Linked DNA regions of Mus musculus: region 2 is linked to region 1. A link is a contact called in public Hi-C data. All regions are on one chromosome and are shown on one strand. Each heading gives the region's core, a stretch centred on a gene start, on an enhancer-like site or on the middle of the called end of the contact. The rest is flanking DNA. Distances are from core to core; before and after follow the strand shown. Region 1 holds the start of Fam13a (family with sequence similarity 13, member A). Region 2 has its middle 3.2 kb from the start of Gm22367.

Evidence for each region. A called contact is a pair of places that touch in the nucleus more often than the background predicts.
Region 2: a Hi-C map of myocytes shows a contact between it and region 1, with 2.8 times the contacts expected there. The contact joins the enhancer-like site here to the promoter of Fam13a in region 1. A contact is called at or near these places in 3 of 39 promoter capture datasets (3T3-L1-derived adipocytes, cranial neural crest and liver), 4 of 484 Hi-C or Micro-C datasets (liver, myocytes, nephron progenitors and 1 more), 1 of 115 datasets of contacts at active chromatin or transcription factors (embryonic stem cells) and 2 of 9 other capture datasets (adipose tissue and pancreatic islet).

What each region holds. Positions count from the first base shown.
Region 1 is chr6:59,021,429-59,026,939 of GRCm38.p6, reverse strand. It overlaps Fam13a (family with sequence similarity 13, member A), which reads left to right and starts at 2,438. Exons shown (of 18, transcript NM_153574.2): 1 at 2,438-2,628. The coding sequence starts at 2,600. Gm52905 (a long non-coding RNA gene) reads right to left here. Exons shown (of 2, transcript XR_003956447.1): 1 at 5,148-5,511; 2 at 2,030-4,496.
Region 2 is chr6:59,099,676-59,105,186 of GRCm38.p6, reverse strand. No RefSeq gene overlaps it. Among named protein-coding and RNA genes, the nearest start is that of Gm22367, 3.2 kb to the right of the region's middle. Within about 2 kb of position 2,731, at least 4 of the 459 cell types and tissues checked have an H3K27ac peak or open chromatin away from gene starts, as enhancers often do. A contact at or near this core is called in myocytes, where this site is marked.

The DNA of each region.
Region 1 (5,511 bases), core at 1,189-3,688:
TGTATGCCACATTGGCACAGTATCCTGTGCTGGTTAAACTCACTGAGAAGCTTGCCTAGAAGAAAGGACTTGGAGCTCCCATTTCAGATTCAAGCATGTTTATCTCAATGTCTTCCCAAACCCCTGCCTGGGTCACACTGGCCCCTGACTCTGTGACAAGGAAAAGAAGAAAACAACACAGCTCAAGGGTCAAGTCATTGTGTCCTTAGGGTAAATTATTTCCAACACGGGATGCTGTTACTTATGTCGTGACATAGAGATGTGAATAGTAAAGGCAGCTAATGAGATGCTCATCTGTGGAGAGAACAGAGAGGGTGTTCTGCCTAGAAATCTTCAACCAGTGACTCTAGTGTTATAGTTCTGACTGGGATTCCTTAGCTGATGTCTAGGGGTGGCTGTAGATGTAGCTTTAAGAATGTTTTGCTGGGCATCTGGTGCTTCTGTTTACCTACATACATGCATTCAAAACCAAAACACAGCTAGGGTAGGTCACTTTTCTTGACAATGAAACTATAAAATAACAACAACAACAGCAGCAAAATGATTAGTCCTCTAAGCCTTTGAGAATGAAAAGAATCAGGCATGCTTTTTATTAGTCCCACCAGAAACCCTTAATAGATTTCAAGGTATGACTAGAGGAAAAGAAAATGGCTTTTCTAGTCATAGGCTTTACACTAATCTATCCTAGTTAAAATGGGGGAAATGTATGTCCTCTCTAATCTAAGATCAAAGTTCATAGTTACAAGGTGAACACGTAAGGATTTTTGACTCTCTCTCTCTGTATGTGTGTGTGTTTGTGTGTGGGTGTCTCTGCCTTTTATTTGCAGAAGGTATTCCTTCATGCCAAGGTTATTTTAATAAACTATCAAAACTCTTACTAAAATGTAAATGTTTTCTATAAGCACAGGTAATTTTAATTTGCAATATGTCTTAGTTAGGGTTTCTATTACTGCAATGAAAACATCATGACCAGAAAGCAAATGTGTGTGTGTGTGTGTGTGTGTGTGTGTGTGTGTGCGCGCGCACGCTCATGCGCGCCCTCACACACTATTTGGCTCACACTTGCACATTAAATTCATGATTTAAAAAAGCCAGGACAGGAACTCCAAGAGGGCAGGAACCTAGAAGCAGGAGCTGATGCAGAACCTGTGGACCAATGCTGCTTACTGGCCTGCTCATCGTGACATGCTTACCTCGATTTGTTATAGAACACAGGACCACCAGCCCAGGGTGGCACCATCCACAATGGCCCTCCCCGTCCAGTTACTAATTAAGAAAAAGGTCTTAAAAGCTATTCTCAATTGAGATTCTTTCCTTCTATGTAACTCTAGCTTGTATCAGGTTAATGCGAAAGTAGGCTGTGTTAGAACTTATTAAATTTGCATAATATGAAATAAATTGTACAAGATGTGTTTCTTGCATTGTATGAAGCCTGTGAACTACAATTACTTCCCTAGAAATAGTGAGTGGCCCTGAAGAAATTACAGGGGCTGGAGAACTGGCTGCTCTTCTGGAGGACCCAGGTTTGGTTCCCAGCATGGCCACTTAGCCATCTGTAACTCTAGTTCCAGAGGATTCAATGCCCTCTTCTGGCCCCCTTAGGCAACAGTCACACATGCCATGCAGATGCAGGCAAACACACACACACACACACACACACACACACACACATATGTGAGATACAAAATAATAAAAGATCATTTACAAGCACTTAGAAAATCTTATTGGAAAAATTGGTTTTGTAAAATATAAGAATATATAATAAGAAACAAATCTCTTCCAAGTGCAGTTGACATTTTGGGTAGAATGTAAAAACAACAAACAGAAGGGCCACACCAGTAGATGTTTTGATCTCCTGAAGACCTGAATCCAGTTAGGGCACCTTGTCCTCTTCCCCTTGAGTGATGTCACCAGGAACTGCTCACAACCTAGTGTAAATAAGTATCTGGGGAAGAAACTGTGGGTAGGGCAAGGGTTCAGGTATTTCGTCAGGAAAAGCCTAGAACAATCTGGAAAAGCTTTCTCTGGCTACTGTTTGGGTAGTTTTTATTTGTTTATTTATTTTAGAAAAAAACAAGGTGCAGTCCAACTTGGGCCTCAAAGAAACGGGACCTTAAGGGACGCTGTCTGTCCTTGACACTGCATTTCCTTGCTGGCTTTTCTTGCACTTTGAGCCATGCAGGATTGGGCTCCTCTGCAGTTATTGGTTGCTCTTCACAGACTGACAGACTTGTCTGGAACCTCTCAGAGGAAAGTTTCAGGTTGCTGGGGCTTGCCAAGCCCACTAAGCAGCGAGCAGAGCAAAGTGGGGTGGGGACAGAAGGAGGAGCGGGAGAAGCGGGAGGAGGATCAGGAGGAGGAGCAGCCTTTCACACTCCACTGCTCCGCCTCTGATTGGCTCTGGGTTTCAGCTGCTTCGCTGGAACAAAAGGTCAAAGTGGACTGCAGTGTAAATGTGGAGGCAGCCGATAAATATCCTTGCCTGCAGCTGGAGGTGGAGAGGCAGTGTCAGCTGCAGCAGGTTGTGTGTTCCGCGGGTCCTGCACACAGGGCTTGACTGGAAGGCACTCGGGGATCCCGTGCAGATTCGCACACGAGGATGGCTTGTGAAATCATGCCGCTGCGAAGGTAGTGTTCTCTGCTTCTTATGCTGTTTGGTATTTTCTGGGCAGCGTACTTGGCCAGTGCTCTCGGCATCATTAGTAACAGGCTGCAAACCTTGCAGTCTGTTCTGCACAGTGCTCTTTCCTCAGACCAGATAGAAACATTTAAATAGCGCACTTCTCTTTCACTGACACTTTTGTGTAGTTGCTCATGATTATTGGGTTCAGCTATACCTTCTTTTAAGGGAAGTGTATTTAAGACAATACCTCTGCAAACCGAAGCAAAGCAAACTGAATGGGCTTCCTGGGTCTCCAGGCTGTTAGAGCTCATAGATGGATCTGATTCTCTGCTCTCTAGGCAAGGACTTTCTTCAAGTATATTGTAGTTATCGGAATAAAGGTTGAGAACAATGTTTTTCCTTGAATAATTCTAGGTAGATTGGTTACCCAAATGACGCTTGGAAAAAAATAACAAAACAAAAACAAAAACCAAAAAGGAAAAAAAAAATGCTGTGTAAGAGTGATAGAGCACAGGGTTCTGGCTTTGCTTTTGAGGACTGTGATGGGGGCAGGGGGTGGGGTGTCTCTCTGAGTCCTATAGAAATAAATAAAGGTAACTAACTGTACATAGCCCTGGCTGTTAGGAAGCACACTGCTGGTGAAGTAGACCCGAGTGCTGAGTGCTGTGTGTTAAAGCCACTACAGAAATCACTGAGTCCTGTCCCCACAGAAAGTCTGAGCCGCCCAAGGTCACAGTTCATAGTTTAAAAACTGACTTGTGCTAATCATATGGTTACATCTGAATTGCAATTACTTAGTGATAGTGACATTTGACTTCATATATATGTTTCATTTACAGTTTTCTATGGAAAATGGTATTGTCAAAAATCAGACAGTAATGGCAATTTATTGAAAATACTTAGATGAAATGAATTTACTGAAAAGAAACAATCCCATGTATATTTTGTTTGTGCTTTAGCAACAGAAATATGATTTTAAAAGTGTATCATTTTTGGTAAAGAGATTCCTTCAGGCTGGCTGTGGTGAGAGCCAGTGTGGTTGTTTTTCTTTTGCTGTCCTGACATGTCCACTGTAATAGGAACTTGATGTGGTGTTCAGAGTACCTTATCAGAGAATTGATACTTAATGTAGAAGAAAGTGCTGTGTAGAGTAATCTATAATTCTACATTGATTTGGTGGAAAAGTCCCCATGCTTGAAATTTCTAAGAGAACAAAACTAATGTACACTTTTTGGAGTTTTAATATCTAATTGTTAGGTTGGGAACTTTTGTCCTTCCAATGATGTCGGTCCTCAAGATCTCTAAGCAGGTCATGTTTTAGATAAAAAGTATTGGCCATTACTAAGCCCTGTTGTAGCTACACAAAAATAGAATGCCTGCTATGTAGAGCAAAAATGACCATGTGAGTTCCTGAAAACTATTTTACATTGTTGGTCGCTATAGTGAAACTAGAAATCTCAGTGTGCATTGCAGAATGCTGAGTCATGACTTTTGTCTCTCTGGTCACTCCTCACCAGCTCACTGTGCACTCAATGTCCCCTTACTTCCAAGCCCCATGGCAGGGATGATTGATCCCCTGGCAATCTTCACTTGCAGTTTATTTCTGCTTTTGATTATACACTTCTTGAAGACAACGGCCAGGTGTGTATGATGAGGCTTTCTGCACAGAGGTCCCTTGTGAGTCTAAGTGTTTATGCCGAATCGCTCATGATCTTGCAGGGTGTCTCTCTTCAGATCTCAGGCCAATGTCTTTGGCTGTTGTTCTCCATGTTTGTTATAGAAATGATCCCCATTGCTGAGGATCCCATCCTCAAGCTCCCAAAGGAGAGAGTTTATAGACTCGTGCAAGGTTTCAGTGCCAGAGTGCTTGAAACTGAATTGAAATAAATAGGTAAAATATTAGCTTTAAACAAGAAGTAAAGCAATTCATGGTGAATAGTGCATTGAAAATACTGGTGTGAATTCTAGTTAATGATTATAGCTTGTAGAAATCTATTGACAGCTGGTCCATGTAGTAATCTGACACTATGCTGCCTAACATTGGCACATAGCATATTTAATATTATGGCCTTATGGGAGGTATTCTTTTCAGTTTTGCCTGTTCAAACAAAACTTACAACATTGTTTAATGTTTTCTCCTTGATCAAACACTACTGCCCTGCCAGTAAGGAAATTAAGACACAAGTTCTGCTGTCCCACACTAGTGAGGACGCAGAAACATCACCAGGCAATTGCAATGCCATGCGGTAAATTCTGTAATACACAGCAAGATTAGAGTAATAACAGATGCACCTCGATGGATATGTTTCACCCTGTGTTTTATTCAACCTCATCTACGTGTCTGATGTTATTAGAGGGTACACTTGTACTGTAATAATGTCTACCTAAGTTATAATTTTCATAGGTGACTTTTTAGCCTTCCTTTGCATCCCTTCCGAAGGCGTAGAAGATATTTTAATACCCCCGATTTATAACTGAGATGAGAATGCACACCAAGTTAAAGAGTGAGAATGATTTAACGCACCTTGGTCCTCTTTCCAATCTTCTTTTTTCTGTGGAGTTTCCAGCATAGGCTTGACTCAGACATGCGTGGGCTTCAGTGAAAGCTTTGTAGAGATTGAGTGTTCAAATTCTGTCCCTTTGTAAAATTCTCATTTCTTACACTTCATTTCAAATGACCTAAATTAAAAATGAAGTCTTATTAGGTCCTAAAAAGAAAAAAATTCAAATTGTCTCACATTTTTATTTTTTAAAGATTTATATTTATATTTTAATTTTTTGACAGACAGAGGTATGCATGAACCTTTGCAGGTCAAAAAACAAAACAAAACAACATTGGATCCCCTGGGACTCGAGTTACACGTGATTGGGAGCTGACAACTGAAGGC
Region 2 (5,511 bases), core at 1,482-3,981, 78 kb before region 1:
TCATGTGTGGTTGAATAGTATGACCATATGCTGAATAGTTTTATGTCAACTTGACACAACCTAAAGTCATCTGAGAGGAGGGAACCACAATTAACAAAATGCCTCCATAATATTGAGCTGTAGGAAAGCCTGGAGGGCATTGTTGTAATTAGTGATTGACATGGGAAGACTCAGCCCATTGTGCGTTATGCCATCCCCAGGCTGGTAGTCCTGAGTTCTAAAAGAAAGCAGTCTGAACAAATAACAAACCAGTAAGAAACACCCCTCCCTGGCCTCTGAATCAGCTCCTCCCTACAGGTTTCTGCCCTGTTTAAGTTCCCATCCTGACTTCCTTCAATAACAAACAGTGATATGGAAGTGTAAACCAAATAAGCCTCAACTTTTGGTCGTGGTGTTTCATCATAACAATAATATCCCTAAGTAAGACAGGCCAATGGAGCCATAAAGAACAAGATTTTTTCTTTCTTGATTTTGTCTTTAAATTATGTTTTCATAAGATTGTGACATAGCTGGCTTCTACAAATGGTTGTTACACAGAAGTCGCTAGAGTATGCAGTCTGTTTAAACAAGGTTTGCTTTGGCAGAACCATTTGTTTAAATAAATGTAAGTAGACCTGACCTGATAGATTCATTTTCAATTTATCACTCCATCCTCAAGTGCCCAATATTGGAATACCATCATAACAGGATTCTATTAATATTTGCTAAATGACATTTCATGTCTACATATAGTTTAACACTTGAAAGAACAGAACATTCCACTTAAAAGCTTTCCAAGGAAGTGACTTTTAATGGAAGAATTTGATTCATCTTTTTGCTCTGGGAATACAGGACTTACGTTGAAAAGCTTTATAAAAGACTTATATACAATGTATGTCCCATATAGCATAAAATCCCCCCCTTTTAAAGTATATGGATCGTTGGTTACTAGTGTATTCTGAAAGTTGTGTAACCATCATGATTATCTAATTCCCAGAAGATTTTTATCAGTCCTGAAAAAGCCCTCATTCAGACAAAACCCATTAGCAGTCACCCTGTGTTCTCTCTTTCATCTGACCCCAGGCAACCACTGATCCTGTCATATGCAATTGCCTGTCCTGACATTACACATAAATAGCCAACAATATGTGTTCTTTTGTTCTTGACTCCTTCTTCGTTTTTTTATTAAACTTGAATAATGTTCACTGTGGGATTCTATTTGGACATTAAAATTGTTACCACTTTCAGAACTTTCTGAATAATGTTACAGTGAATATTGTGTGTGACTTTGTAGGTGGGCAAAAGTTAACAGGTCTCTTTAATCAAATTGTATAGGTCCAAAAGTGTTTTAAAGCTATACAATTTTGTCTTCAAATATTACATATTGAAATGTACATTTTTAAGTTTTATTTTTCGTTTTTCAGCACCACCGTGTGTGTTTGTGTGTGTGTGTGTGTGTGATGTGTGTGTGTATGTGTGTGTGTGTGTGTGTGTGTGTGTGTGTGTATGTGTGTGTGTGTGTGTGTGTGTGTGTAAGTACCCACAGAATTCAGAAAGATGCTTTCCAGATCCAGATCTTCTGGCTCTGGTGGTACAGAAATTCTGACTTGTGCCTAAAGAAGAATAATAGACATATATAAACAGAGGCAGTCTTAAACAAATGCTAGCTGTTCCTACTGACTGTCTTTGGGTGCTACTGGATCCAAAGAAAACTCCATTTCCCCAAATTCCAAAAAGCAGAGGGAATGAATGGCTATCTTTGTTGTCTATTAGCACACCAAAGTGCACACTGGCCTCCAGGCTCCCTCAGTATCTGTAACACACCTCAAAGTCTGATTCGTGGTTCTTTTCATTTTTACCTCCTCTCCTAAGCAAACGCCCTCCAGCTCACAATATTTCCTCCCCATGGAGACTCATTCTCCTTATAACCCTGTCTTTCTCAATATCTCTTTCTTGCTTGCTCTCTCTCTCTCTCTCTCTCTCTCTTTCTCTCTCTCTCTCTCTCTCTGTGTGTGTGTGTGTGTGTGTAAGTCTGTCTTTCTTTAGGTCTTTCTCTGTCTCTCTCTCTGTGTGTATATGTGTGTGCATTTGTCTATCTTTCTTAAGGTCTCTCTCTGTGTGTGTGTGTATGTGTGTGTGTGTGTGTGTGTGTGTGTGTGTGTGTGTGTGTGTATGTGTCAGTCTATCTTTCTTTAGGTCTCTGTCTGTGTGTGTGTGTGTGCATATGTGTGTATATGTGTCAGTCTATCTTTCTTTATGTCTCTGTCTCTCTCTCTCTGTCTCTCTCTGTGTATCTCTGTGTCTCTGTCTCTCTTTGTCGCTTTCTCTGTCTCTGTCTCTCTCTCTCCCTCTTTCCCTTGCTCTTATCAGATCTGTCTTTCTATGTTCCTACCTCTCTCTTTACTCTGTTCCTGTTTCTCTATTGGACATGTCCAGTCTGCTGTCCGTGTTCAGTCCACTTCTTTCTCTTTCTGCTCTGGATTCTTCCCAGATGCCACTGTCTCTTCCCTCTCTAATATCTATAGTTCAAACTTTCCCCTTAACCATACCATCCTATATGCATGAAATAGTCACGTTGTCAGTTTATACATGTTGCCTTGTTTCTTTTTATCATGTTCTAGTGTTTATTTACCTATAATTTTAAAAGGGGGTACAAAAACTAATCATAATTATTTTATCCAATTTTTGTCAAATTGGGTGTGTTTAATCATTTGGTTCTCCTTCGTGGCCTGATGGATATAGTTTATCCCATCACAGTCAGTCTGAAGTGGGAATTGACTCATTCACTATTTACAGTAAGTGGCCTACCATAAACAGCTGTTGTAACTGAAAGAAAGCATAGCACTACAGCATGTACTTGTTTGGAGACTTCAGAAATGTGCCCTTAGGTCTTAGTGTAAGGCTGTAATGAGAACAGTGGCAGCTGAGAGTCTTGGCAGCTGTCTATCCCAGAAGGAGTCCCTGAGCCTTTCTGAGTCTGGGAATATACTGCTCTCAACAGGTGCCAGGACCAGACCCAACACAAATAAAAGCAATGTTGGTCCTGTCTCTATGTGATGTTAGGCATGTCACTCAGAATCCAAATCCCTTGATTTTAACCTTTAAGTGATATACTTATTGATTTAAACAAACAAGCAAGCAACAAAAGAGCCTTTGGACTTGAAAATGCTACAGTTTTACAGCTTAGTGGTTAAGATGCTGTGTAAGAGATGAAGCATGTGATGTTGAGGTGATTAGAGTGCAGGCCTTAGCATTGTAATACACTGCATTTGAACTTAGGAACATTTTATCATAATAATATACTGTTGCCTTTAGAAGTAAATGAGCATGATGCCAACAAATTTTAGTTATATTGTAAAATATATAGACTGAAATTCATTTGAAAGATCATGATTAATCTTACTATAAACTTGGGAAAGGAAGACCATAATCTAGATGACTGGGTTTTATGAAAGAAATGAGACTCCAAGGTAAAAGTTACAAAGGAAGTGAAAGAACTCCATCATTTCCCCTTGGCTTTATTGCCCATAATATTTATTCTATTTTTCTATCAAAATTCAAAGGAAGAATGATCAGAATCACATTTGGAAAACAAATCTAAGTTCATGGTTATTCAGAAGTGGGGCTAAACGTTCTTGAGAAATAAACACAAAATTATCATTCCTCTTTATTGTGAAATAAAAGTTATAAATCTGCCCAAAATCTATCTGTGCACCTTTCTTGTAACTTGGAATATTGTTTTCATAAATATTGTTTTAATATGAAACTAAGACTTATGTACTTAATTTGTGGAAACAAATGCCTGTTTTTTGTTTTTTGTTTTTCCTAAGTTGGGGAATTAACTCATTTCAGTGGTTTGCTCAATTATCTGAAGAAATATCTAGAGAAGCCTGACCATAAACAGAACAGTATGGTACCAATTAACTCATGGTTTCTCAGCAGTCAAGAAGGTGAGCTGTCTGCAAAAGGAAGTTGATAGGATAGCGTGGGAGCATACAGATGAGTTGTTCAGGGATGCTCTACCTTTTCTTCATCACCTTCTGCTCTTAACTTCAGGGTAGTCATATAACAAGAACAGACTTCTGGCTCCTCAGCACAGCACTGACTTCTGACCTAAATAATCCTTTCTGGAAATGTTCTTCTCCCCTGGAAGACGCTCTTGTCTCCTTTGTTTGAGAAAGATCAAGTGCCCTAATTATAAGGATTCTCTGGGCATACTTTTAGCAATACAAAAACAGAGAGATGTGAAAACCATCTTTAAAATCCAAGGTGAGCTGCAAGGCTCTGTAGCCTATGGTTGAAGGCACTCAGGATGGCTCTTTTTCCCTTTTACTCCAATCTCCATAACTTATTCCAATTTCACACTTTGGGGTTTGTGGGATTTAAAAAGAAAAGTATTTGCTCCTTGTGAATTTCACATTGTGCACCCCAATCTCACTCATTTCCCTCTGCCCTTGTACCCATTCTCCACCCCTGCAACCTTCCCTGAGACAGGGAAAAACTCCTGTGAAAGCTGTAGAGTATCACAGTGGGTCACACAGTAACCCCTTTTGTCCATACATCTTTGCTTGCTTATGTTCATTTCAATGTCTTGTACAAGGCTTTTGGCTTCTGTTATACTATCAATATAGGAACCTCACTGGGACTCCTCTTACATCCTGCTGTTGCCCTGTATCATGGAGATACTGTCGTTTAGGATCTCTGGGACCAGCTCCTTCATGTACTCCAGCAGTTCATCAGTTGGGTAGATAGGCCAATTCAAAGCTGTGGATCTGGGCCTGAGAGGTGTGATCCTCTAGGTCTCATGTCCTAGGGGCTGACTCACCAGCAACCCTTGAAACCAGGGCCATCTCTCCCTGCTGCCCAGGTAAGGTGCAGAGCCTGCTCTCCTGAGTGTTGCAGCAGGTGAGGAACATGGCCAGTTCTCCCACTCTTATGACCCCAGATTGGATCTCCCACCTGCCATAGATGGTGAGGGATGAGAGAGGGAGGAGGACCCCACTCCCTCATTCTCACCATGGCCCGGTAGACAAGAGGTAAGATTGCATCTCCTTCTCTCATAATTCTTGGGCCAGCTTTCCCATCTGCCATAGGTGGCAAAGGGTGAGTGTGACACAGGAGGCAAGTGGTATGTCCAGCTTGCTCACACTTGTATCCTCAGGCTGGCTCACGCACAGCTCAAGCAAAGTACACAGCCACTCTCTCAAGTAATGCAGCTGCTAGGAACAGGGGTTAGGGAGGAGTTCAGCTCTCCTGCTCTCTGCATGATGACCAGGTGAAGGATAGGGCCAGTTCCACACAGCCCTCAGACATTAACACATCCCTGAGCATCAGCTCAGACCAGAGACATCTGACTGATCATTACTTGTAATGGATCCCTGTTACTTTAGGGCACAGACACAGATGTGGTCCCCAGTGGCAGCACAGGCCAGGACCCCACCATAGTCCCAGGTGGCATCTTTAGCTACTTACATCAAGCTGTTCCTCACTATCCTCTAGTATCCAGTTCCTCCTCTCTTCATTGTGCTGTTT